Regions from separate parts of the Mus musculus genome. Here region 2 is linked to region 1. Evidence: chromatin contacts called from public HiChIP or PLAC-seq data. All regions are on one chromosome and are shown on one strand. Each heading gives the region's core, a stretch centred on a gene start, on an enhancer-like site or on the middle of the called end of the contact. The rest is flanking DNA. Distances are from core to core; before and after follow the strand shown.

The links. HiChIP or PLAC-seq counts read pairs in DNA pulled down with a chosen protein or histone mark.
Region 2: an H3K27ac HiChIP or PLAC-seq map of embryonic stem cells shows a contact between it and region 1, with 5 read pairs. The contact joins two enhancer-like sites. A contact is called at or near these places in 5 of 484 Hi-C or Micro-C datasets (the Ba/F3 cell line, the C2C12 cell line, cortical neurons and 2 more) and 2 of 115 datasets of contacts at active chromatin or transcription factors (both in embryonic stem cells).

What each region holds. Positions count from the first base shown.
Region 1 is chr17:88,076,016-88,081,857 of GRCm38.p6, forward strand. All of the region lies in intron 1 of Gm45950 (a long non-coding RNA gene), which reads left to right. Among named protein-coding and RNA genes, the nearest start is that of Gm45950, 13 kb to the left of the region's middle. Within about 2 kb of position 3,961, at least 9 of the 459 cell types and tissues checked have an H3K27ac peak or open chromatin away from gene starts, as enhancers often do. A contact at or near this core is called in embryonic stem cells, where this site is marked.
Region 2 is chr17:88,322,667-88,328,186 of GRCm38.p6, forward strand. All of the region lies in intron 3 of Gm31615 (a long non-coding RNA gene), which reads right to left. Among named protein-coding and RNA genes, the nearest start is that of 1700116H05Rik, 18 kb to the left of the region's middle. Within about 2 kb of position 3,620, at least 84 of the 459 cell types and tissues checked have an H3K27ac peak or open chromatin away from gene starts, as enhancers often do. A contact at or near this core is called in embryonic stem cells, where this site is marked.

The sequences.
Region 1 (5,842 bases), core at 2,711-5,210:
TTATTCATCTGTAAGAAAAGCAAACATACTTTAACTGTTGAGTCATCTCTGCAAACCCCTTGGTTGTCTTCCTTCCTTCCTTCCTTCCTTCCTTCCTTCCTTCCTTCCTTCCTTCCTTCCTTCCTTCCTTCCTTTTTCACAATGTTGAACAATTGAACACCGATTTTTGTGCTTACCACTGAGATATGTCCTCACCTTTTTCTTAAACTGTGTTTGTCGGGTATTTGGTAATGAGGCACCAGGACTCAGGAGTTACAGTGATAAAGCTCACTATGGATTTTAAGCCTTTGCAACTGTTTAAGTGTAGAAGATTTGGAGTTGTGGTCTGTGGAAGTCCTAGGAGGCTGAAATCAGAGCTTCCTGGGTCATTCAGGTAAGAATTTGGAAGGCAGAATGTGTAGAATGAAAACCATAGAGGCACTCAGAGCGCATGCAGTTTCAGAGGGGAGTAAGGACTGTACTGGGAACTGGGCTAGAAACCATCACATTACGTCTAACAAAGAATCTTTCTGGGCTCTGCCCATGTTCTGAAATTTTGAGTGAGGCTGGATTCAAAAGTAACGGAATCAAAAGCAGGTATAATGTGGCATCCCCTTTAGCCCTGGCACTTAGGAAGCAGAGGCAGGAGGATCTCTGTGAGTTCAAAGCCCTGGTCTGCAGAGTGAGTTCTAGGACTTTGAGGGCTATATAGAGAGTCCCTTTCTCGAAATCAAAACAAAAACAACAACAACAACAAAGCCCCACAAAACCGTAACGGACTAATTTGTTTGGCAGAGAAAAATCCCAGGTAGCAGAACATGCAGACTGTGTCATGATTACTGCCCCTGCTCATGTCCAGGTCAGCACAGAAAGGCAGAGCGCAAACACCAGACTGCTGTGCAATTTGGCAAGGAAGGAGAGCGAGAAGTTTTAACGTTGCAGGCAAGGATCCACGAGATAGCACAGTGGGCAAGGCCTTTGCTGCCAAGCCTGCACCCAGAATTTAATCCCCAGAACCTACATGGTAAGCAGGAGACCTGACTTCTGGGAGTTGTCCTCTGACCTCCACGCATACTTTAGAGTTTCCATTGCCAAGATAAAACACCGTGACTAGAGGCTGAAAGATGGCTTAGCAGTGAAGAGCGCTGGCCATTTTCCCCAGGACCGGGGTTCAATTCTCATCAACCACATAGCAGCTCACAACTATCTGCAACTCTAGTTCCAGGGGACCTGACACCCTCACACAGATATATATATATACAGGCGAAACACTAGTATGTATAAAAAATAAAATAAATTATATTTTAAAAACCTACTGTAGCTGATACTTCCACATCATAGTCTATTATCAAGAGAAGAAGGGGCAGAACTCAGGAACCTGAAGGCAGGGATTGAGTGATGTAGACGCCCTGGAGGAGTGCTGTCACTGGCTAGCTCCTCAGGGCTTACCCACCCTGCTTCCTTATACCTCCCAGGACCACCTAACCAGAGGTGTCACCGCCCCCAATGGCTGGGTCCTCCAATATCAGTCATTAGTCAAGACAATACTCCGTCAACTTGTCTACAGGCCAGTCTTATGAAGGCATTTTTCAGTTAAGACGTCCTCTTCCCAGACATGTCTTGCTCTGGGTCAAATTGACAAAATAGAAACACACACACAAGTGTGTGTGTGTGTCTGTGTATGTATGTGAATGTGTGTATAAACAATAAGAATAAAGTTGCAGACAAGATGGATGCAAACACAGATATATTTATTGAAGAGGTAACACTACCATAGCGAAAGTCAGTGCTCTACACTGGGACAGGGAGATGGTACACTGTGGGCAAGACTCCACCCGTACAGAAAAGCTCTAGTTTGTAGAAATACAAGCATAGTTGGGCAGCAGTGGCACATGCCTTTAATCCCGGCACTTGGGAGGCAGAAGCAGGCAGATTTCTGAGTTTGAGGCCAGCCTGGTCTATAGAGTGAGTTTCAGGACAGTCAGGGCGATACAGAGAAACCCTGTCTCGAAAAACCAAAAACCAAAACAAAACAAAAAAGAAATACAAGTATACATGAAAAGGGGAGTTGATCTGAGAATACTGCTGAAAGGATTCCCTAGTCCAAAGAGACCAACTATGGATGTGTTTGCTTGGATTCAGCCACCAAGGTACAGAGCAGCCGCTGTAGCTGGGCCCAGGGGCATGTGTGTGTGTGTGTTATACTGCATCTCAAGCTGGCAGCAGAGCTCAGCCCGTCATTGACATGGTTCTGGTTTTCATGCATTAAGTATGCACAAGTGAGGGGTCATGGAGACTCATGCCAATATTTCAGAAAGCCAGTAAGGCCAGGCAGTACACACAATGCAGGCTTTAAATTCTCTGAAAGGTCCCGACAGGCCAGTACATAGAGCTGGGAAGGTGACATCTAACTTTCATTGTGGTCCTAGGATGCTGGAGATGCCAGGACTGTGGGACATCTGCAGAAGGCAGCAGATCTGGAGGGGTGGGGGTGTCAAGAGCCACTGGGGCCCTGGCGATTCCATGTTAGGCTCAGACACAGAGCCACAGGGTTTGTGTTTTCCTTGCTTGATTTCAGTCTTCCTTTGCTCTGATCTTAACTTGCTATGTCCCTGTTCCTCCCTCTCAGAATGGAAATGATTGTACCGGTGCCACGTGTATTAAAAGTTTGTGCCGGGCGTGGTGGCGCACACCTTTGATCCCAGCACTCAGGAGGTAGAGGCAAGCGGATCTCTGAGTTCGAGGCCAGCCTGGTCTACAGAGTGAGTTCCAGGACAGCCAGGGCTATACAGAGAAACCCTGTCTCAAAAAACCAAAAATAAAATAAAATAAAATAAATAAAAGTTTGTAGCTTTTTCTTTGTTTTGTTTGAAAGGGGCGCACAGCTAAGAGAGTACCTTGAATGTCCGAAGAGACTTGGATTTTGGATTGCTGAAGTGTTGGGGCTGTTCGGAGGCATGGCACCAGAGAGATGGCCTTAAAGCTGAGTATTCAGGACTCACATGACACAAGGAGAAAAATTGACTTCTACAAACCCTCTCTGACTTTATCTGTTCTCTCTCTCTCTCTCTCTCTCTCGTTCTCTCTCTCTCTCTCTCTCATATACTACAATAAAGAAATAAATTAAAACATAATTAAAATTTTAAAAAGATTATGCAGGAACTTAAACATGGGAACAAATGCGTTTGTATTATGAGATGGCTTAAGCGGGTGGGGGAGGGGAGGGGAATGTATCTCTCAGGCTCAGGTGCCTAAGCATTTGTTTCTCAAGTAGTGGTGCTGTTTTGGAAGGCTATGGAACTGTTAGGAGATGGAGCCCCCTTTATAGGAATATAGGAAATGGATTAATGGGTTTGGACTCAGAGTTTTTTTTTTTTTTTTTTTTTTTTTTTTTTTTTTTTTTTTGGTTTTTCGAGACAGGGTTTCTCTGTGTAAGTAGCCCTGGCTGTCCTGGACCTCACTTTGTAGACCAGGTTGGCCTCGAACTCAGAAATCTGCCTGCCTCTGCCTCCCAAGTGCTGGGATTAAAGGCGTGCGCCACCACGCCCCGCCTGGGCTCAGAGTTTTTATAACGCTGCCTCTCTGTTCCTTTTCTGTTCCTGCCTGCAGACTGCAGTGAGCAATGTGATTTGGTGTTCCTTCCACCTCGCGTGCCTCCACTGGCTGCTTGGCTGTTTCCCTGTCTCAGTTAAGGTTTCTGTTGATGTGGATGAACACGGTGTTCAAGAGCAACTCGGGAAGGAAAGGGTCCCATTGATTTATACTTGCATATTGCTATTTATTATTGAGAGAAGTCAGAACAGGAACTCAAATAGGGTAAGAACTGAGGCCGGAGCTGATGCAGAGGCCACAGAGGGTGCTGCTTAGGGGCTTGCTCTTCAAACCTTGCTCAGCCTGCTTTCTTATAGAACCCAGGACACCAGCCCAGGGATGGCCCCACCCACAACGAGCTGGGCCCGCCCACTTCGATCAGTAATTAATGAATGCCCTACAGGCTCGCCTACAGCTTGATCTTACAAAGCGTTTTCTCAGAGGCTCCTCCCCTCTGTGAGGCCCTGTTGTGTTCAAGTTGATGTAAAACTAGCCAGCATGAGCTTTATAAACCGTAAGTCAAAAATGAAGTCTTCCCCAGGTTGCTTTCGTCTGGCAGTTAGTTTGTCACAGTGAGAAAAGTAGCTCACACAGGAAGTCAGCTAGGTGGAGACTGAAAACTCAGCATCCCAGTTAACCCCACGAGAAGAAATGCAAACTGAATTTAAAAATCACAGATTAGAGCCGGGTCATGTTCTGATAGGCATCCTGCTAGGGAGGAAGGAGATAGTTGGCTTCATCTTATGTTGCCTGCGTTAATCCCTTCCCCCACGGAATGCTAAGGTTGCCTTTGATGGGTAACAATACACATTTCTTATATGGGTTCTAGAACAGCATTCTGCGATTAAACAAGCAAGGAGATTTAGCATCGAGCCCTCAGAGTTCAACTTACAACAGCAAGAGGAATTTCCATTTTGGATTGAATTTTCCTGGGAATTTACCAATGGGAAAGGCTGTCTTCACCATTTTTTTTTTATTGTTGTTGTCGTTGTTTTATTTGGACTTTTGAAAGTATTTTTCTCTGCTGACCGATTTTGAACACTATGACTAGATGTAATTTCAAATGGAAAATAGACTCAGAAAACAGAGTTTTGTCCCAGAGTGCCTTGAGGTTAAGTTGATTAACGATGTGTTTGGATCTATAATGATCCATTATAGACTATCTTCAGAGGGCCAGCTTAACTGCGTAGATCTTTGGTCCTGGGAAGTTACAGTGAGAACCAATAGTTATAATCCAGAGGGCTGTTAATCTTTCTTAGTTGGACAATTCTCCGTGACAAGGAGTTGGTCAAACTCAGTGGTTAAAAATAATGGAGGCCAGAGAGGTGGATGTGAACTCTCAACATCTCTGCCAGAGCTCACCAAGCACGAATCGCTCATCCAAGCCTCAGCCCTTCCTCTGTGCTCTCACGGGATCTTCCACCTGGACTGAGGGAAGGCTGGACAGGAACCCAAGGCAGGAACTGAAGCAGAGGCCATGGTGGAATGCGGCTTCAGGCTTCCTCCCACGGCATGCTCAGGCTGCTTTCTTACACAGCTCAGGACCACCTGCCTGGGTTGGCACCACTCACATTGGGCTAGACCCTCTCACAAGAAAATTACCCCCAGGCCTTTTTTTTTTCCCCCAGCTAATCAGATGTAGGAATCTTTTTAATTCGGGTGTCCTCTTCCCAGAATACTCTAGAATGTATCAAGTTGACAAAAGCTAGCAACACACCTGATCAGAGACATTGGGGACAATTTCTTCGACAGAGGGAGTAGGATATTGAAAGGCATCTCTTATTTTCTGCAGGCTTAATGTTGGTGCGTTTATTTCCTGCCATTAGGAACAACAAGCTGGTATACATACATACATACACACACACACACACACACACAGAGAGAGAGAGAGAGAGAGAGAGAGAGAGAGAGAGAGAGCGCGAGTCATGCTCAAAGAGTAAGAAAATATAGAGATAGGACCTGATGATATAAAATGGCTTCCTCTTCTCCCCTCCCTGCTTCCAGTCATGACTCTGGCTAGGCAGTGTCACTCCTGTATGGGGAAAACTTAAATTAGGCGTGGCCATTGGGGACACTCCCCTTGAATCTTGGCCTTATCTTCGGTCTCTTCTGGCATATCTGATAAGAGTCTCAAGGTTTTGTTTCAGAGTAGGAGACTGACTGGAAGATTCAGTCTAAACTCAGGCATTTGTCAGCTAGCACAAATAAAATGGTGCAGCGGTTCTCTCTGGGAGTGTATGCTCTCTCCCTCGGGAAGCAGATGGAAGAAAAG
Region 2 (5,520 bases), core at 2,370-4,869, 250 kb after region 1:
TTCAATGTGCACATACGTGTATGCAGGAGTGCCTGTGAAGTACAGAGGTCAATGTCTGTCTCAGTTACTTTCTACCTCACTTTTTGAAACATGGTTTCTCTATGCTTCAGAACTCACCATCTGAGCTACACCAGGGGCCAGCAGGCCTTTGGGATTTTCCTTCAGTCACAGATGCTTAAGGGTACATCTGGTTTTCATGTGGGTGCTGGGGATTTGAACTCCGGTCCTCATGCTTGCACAGCAAGTGTATTACTCAGTAAGCCATTGCCCCAGTCTTCAACACTGGTTCTCTAGTTTCTACTTCTTCTCTTGATCCCTGCTTTGCCTCGGGATATATCCTGTAGTTGTAATATCTGTAGCCCTTTGACTTACATTTTGTTATAATGTAGTAAGGGCGGGAAAATCCTGCCATTGGAACGCTTCATACTGGAGTCTATAATGACAAAATAATAGCTGCAGGAAGATTAATGGAGAAAAGGCATGATTTGTGCCCTGTCATTGCACAAATCAATATAAATAATAATCCCATGGTCAGCTAGCTTTCTTTTACTGTAACACATATCTGAGATAGCTGGACATGGTCACTCACCTGTAATCCCAGCATTTGGAAAGCTGGGGAAAGAGGATTTCCATGTGTTCAAGGTGACTCTTAGGCTATAAAATAAGACTGTCTCCAAAGACAGAAGAAGAAAAAGGAGGATGAGGAGGGGAAGGAGGAGAAGGAGGAGAAGGAAGAGAAGGAGGAGAAGGAGGAGAAGGAGAAGGAGAAGGAGAAGGAGAAGGAGAAGGAGAAGGAGAAGGAGAAGGAGAAGGAGAAGGAGAAGGAGAAGGAGAAGAAAGAAAGAAAGAAAGAAAGAAAGAAAGAAAGAAAGAAAGAAAGAAAGAAAGAAAGAAAGGCTGGGCAGGTAATTGAGTTGGTAAAGTACTCTGCAGGTGAGTGTGGGGACTTGACTTTGGTCCCCAGAACCCTTGTGAGAAGACAGATATGGTGGTGTTTACTTGTGTTGGTAATATAGAGACAGGTGGATCACTGGGTTTCACTGGCTAGCCAGCTTAGTCTAACTGACCACCCCCAAGTCCCAGAAGAAATGCTGCCTCAAAAACCAAATAGGGATAGGCAGTGGTGAGAACAGGGTTTCTCTGTATAGCCCTGGCTGTCCTGGAACTCACTCTGTAGACCAGGCTAGCCTCAAACTCAGAAATCTGCCTTCCTCTGCCTCCCAAGTGCTGAGATTAAAGGCGTGTGCCACCACTGCCTGGCCTGAGAATGCTTTTAATCCCAGCACTTGGGAGGCAGAGGCAGGTAGTTCTTTGTAAATTTGAGGTTAGCCTGCTCTACATATTAAGTTTCTAAGACAGCCAGGGCTACACAGAGAAACCCTGTCTCAAAAAAACAAAAACCCCAAAAGAGTGGGAAAAAAAAACCCAAATGGGAAGCTGGACAGGTGGCTTAGTTGGTGAAATGAATTTGGGCCCCCAGTACCCATGTAAAAACCTGGATGCCGTATCATGCGCAGGGGACCCTAGCTTTAGAGGGGAGGAAACAGGAAGATCCCTGGTACAGGACGACCAACTAGTCTTGTTCAATCAACGAGCTTTAAATTCAGCAAGAGGCCTGTCTCAAAACATAAGGAACAGAGGGATAGAAGACACTCATCATTAACCTGTCTTCTATATACACACACAACACACAACACACACACACACACACACACACACACACACACACATGCATACAACATACACAGACACCACACTCACATACACAAACCAAGGTAGACAGCTCCTGAGGAACAACATTCAAGGTAAACCTCCATAGTCTCTGTAAGCATACACACACACACACACACACACACACACACACACACACACACAGACAGACACACACGAATAGACCACCCCAATCTGATATAATCAGCTCAAACAGAAGAAAGGTTTGTTTCAGCTGACAGCTTTGGACGTCTAGTTCACAGTCAGTCAGCTGTGTAACATAGCTCTCTGACTGTGGTGAGTGTGAGGGGAACACAGTGGCTCACCTCAGGCTGAAAGAGGAGAGGGGAAAGACCAGGTCCCATAACAGCATACCCTCAACACCTGACAATCTCCCATTAGGTCTTACAACCGAAGTTTTCACCACCCTCCAGTAGTTCCTGATGGGAGACACCCACAGCCTCACCCGGGCAGCCAGTAAGATCCAGATGTTTAGATGCTGTCTTTGGAGCAGAGGTAGATGGCTGGCAACCTTGGAGAGAATAAATGATTTAGGGAGAGATGAATGAGTCCTGGGAACAAGAGACACTTGGGACAAGGTCTGCCTGGGGCTAGTGTTGACCTCCGTCCCCTCCCCTGTGATGTGGGTTCATCTTTCCTCTTTCCTGCTGACTGAGGTACGGGAGGGAGGAGTGTGATAAAGTTTCCTCTGAATGAAACATTCCTTATAGGATGGAGGGGCCCACGAGACTCAGGGTGCTTCCCACAATCACTTACTGGGTGGATTTCCCTGATACCCATGTTGGCTTCCTCTTCCTGATACTTGACAGAGCACCATGTCCTGCACACTTGTGACACTGAGGCCACGGAAGGATAACCACAGGCAGCAGGGCAGGCCTGGACCTAGGACCATCACTCTTGTTGGATAGGTAGGTGGGTGGCAAGTCATATAAGACCAGGCTCATCAGCCTCATGGTGGTCTGGCGAGGGACAAAGGATGGAGGGAGAAGCAGTAGGGGCCAGGGAGTACCTAGAAATCCAGGAAGACACATACACTGGGCATGATCCACATCACTGGGGAGAAGGGGAGGGGCTCACAGGACGAGAAGTGGAAGTGACAGCATTAGCTATGGGCTTGTTCTTAGAGGGTTGGCACCCCGAGCCTGCCACATCACAGTACAAGGCAGTCACTGAGAGCAAAGCAGGAGGGCTAACAGGGCAGGCTTGAGCTTCCCTGGGGTTCATCTGATTTCTTTTACCCCTTCAACGGGGGCAGGGAGAAGGCACTGGGCCCAGTCATGGGAAACAGAGGGTCTGAGCCGAGAACGCCTCAAGAGCGGCATCCCTTTAAGCCCCACCGAGACTGCTCCAAGTTTTAGTTTATAGGGCAGCTGCTCCAAGAAAGAGCAACGAGTCTACTGACACGTGCCGTGGCGTGGAGTTCACTGGATGTCTTCCTGGCGGTCACAAAGAACTCGCTAACTGCAAAGTACTGGGTGCTTCCCTGGGAATAAAGAATACAAAGTAAAGGGCGCGCCCTCCACCCCCCTCCCCCACCCCGGAAAGGGAGCATGGAGGGAGCAGAGACAGATTCATTGGCTTCCACTTGCTGATGGCCAGCTCAGCCCTTGGTTCCCTAGGAGTTCAAAGCTCCACCCAGCTGAGAGCTGGTGGACAAAGCTGTAATCTCTATCAAACACCATGTAATAACTGGCTGGGGTTAATCAAATATAATGCCCGACCCAGACCTATTAAATTTTACCACAAAAGGGGCTTTAATCAGCCTTTTATCAGCGTGAAGCTCTGTACTAAGAAGACTGCTTTTGTTTGCCGTATAAGAGACAATGGGAGAGCCAGGCTCTGCCTGCTCTGAAGAGCACAACAAGGGAATTGTCTGCAAACAGCAGATCATTCAAGGCCACTGGGAGAAGAAAGGCAGAAGAGGCTGTGTGAATCTACAAAAGTGCTCACTGTTAATGGCCATGGCTGCCCGTGTTTAAATTCAGGCCACATTCCTGCTGGAGCTTCCAAAATATAGGGAGGAGAAAAACAATAAAGAGTTCACTGTGCTCTGCGTAAGGCGATCTGGCTTTGGCCCTCCGCGGGACATTCTTGTTTGTGGATTGCTGAAAGGAGGAAGGAAAATTGACCTTTGGTTCTGTCACCAGGCTCAGCTCACAGCTCCCAGGGCTGGATGAGCATCGCAGGCAGGTGGATTAAAGCTACGAGTCTCAAGTCCATGCCAGACTGCCCAGCCCTTGGACTATGAAAGGGGTTGGAGGAGACAGGATAGAAAGGTCAGAAGATGAGAGAGGGATAGACAGAGTGACATTTAAGCCACCCAGTTCAGTTCTGTTTGACAAATATTTGTACCATGTGGGGGAGGATGGCTGGGACATGCCCACATACAGGAACACAAGCTACAAAATCTAGCCTGTTAAAAAGTGCTCATAGGCTCTCTCTTCATCCTGTTATGGTCTTGAAATGAGGATGTGGGTTTTAAAAGGGGGAAAGGGAGTGGGAAATCCCAGCTTTGCCCTGTAAGATTATCTCAAATTCTGCTATGATCGTGGGACAGCCATGGGACTGTGCCATATGTCAATGGATAAAGAGCTATGTTTAATGCTAATCCATTATCCTTTGGGAACCTTAATGAAGGAATGACGGAAGATCCAAGGAAGAGAACGATTTGTCCAGGGCTGCTTGGCTACTCAATAGCAGATAAGACACGAGAGCCCCTGTACTCCAAGGCCCAATTTAGGACTCCGTTCACTGCACACCAAGCCTCTTTGTTTGGTTTCAGTGGGAGTGCACGTTCCAAGACATTGCATGTATGACTGAGGTTCAGGATCTAGCCATCCATGGAGAGAGTTGTCCACCAGCTCCCTGAACTCACTACTTATGGTCGTCAGAGTGTTTAGATCTTGTCTCCTATCCTAGATTAGATTTTGGTTAGGGTTATACATCTTTAATGGAAGCAGACAAAGGAATAGATAGGACAAGGTTGATGGTTAGAGACAGAGAATACACTTCCTCATAGGATGAGCTCTGTGGTTCTTCAGCCTCAGTTCCATGTGAAGGCAGCATCCATCTCGCTCAGCCTTGGTTATTACTACACTCAAGTATGTTTGGGGGCTCCCAGTGACAGGAAGACACTTTTGAGACCAAGTGGGAGACAGCAGGGATGGTGTTATAGGTGGAGCTATTGGCGGAATGTTCTCTGGATGTGTGTGTCTGAAGAGACAATGGACGGTGGGCAGCCTGGATGGTCAGCAGGATGGCCAAAAGAAAGTTTAGAAATGACCAGGGACAATGGAAGTCCTGTGCGTGGGATTGGGTGGAGGTCACCAGCCTTTCACCATTCTCCTTTGTGTCACACAATGCGGTGGCTAAAACAGCTGCTTTGAGATGGCTCTGTTTCCCTAGAGATATTCTGAGCTATAACTGTAGATCCCCACCTTAGATTTGTGCTCTCTCCTCTCATGCTCTAGACCCGTGAAAGGGTCATAACCTCTGACCCTTTCACAGGGGTCGCCTAAGACCATCAGCGAGCACAGATATTTACACTATGAGTCACAATGGCAGCCACGCTACAGTTATACGGCAGCAACAGAAATGTGATAGTTGGGGCCAGCAGAGCATGAGGGATGCATTAAAGGGGTGCAGCGTGAGGAGAGTTGAGAGCCGCTGCTCTAAGTGATCAATTAAAAGTCAATCAATCCCCAGTCAATGTGCAGCGTGGCTTTGCAGAGTTGATGGAGGATGTCTGCTGTGGCCCTTGTGAATTGGGAGCATTTATACCAAACTGAT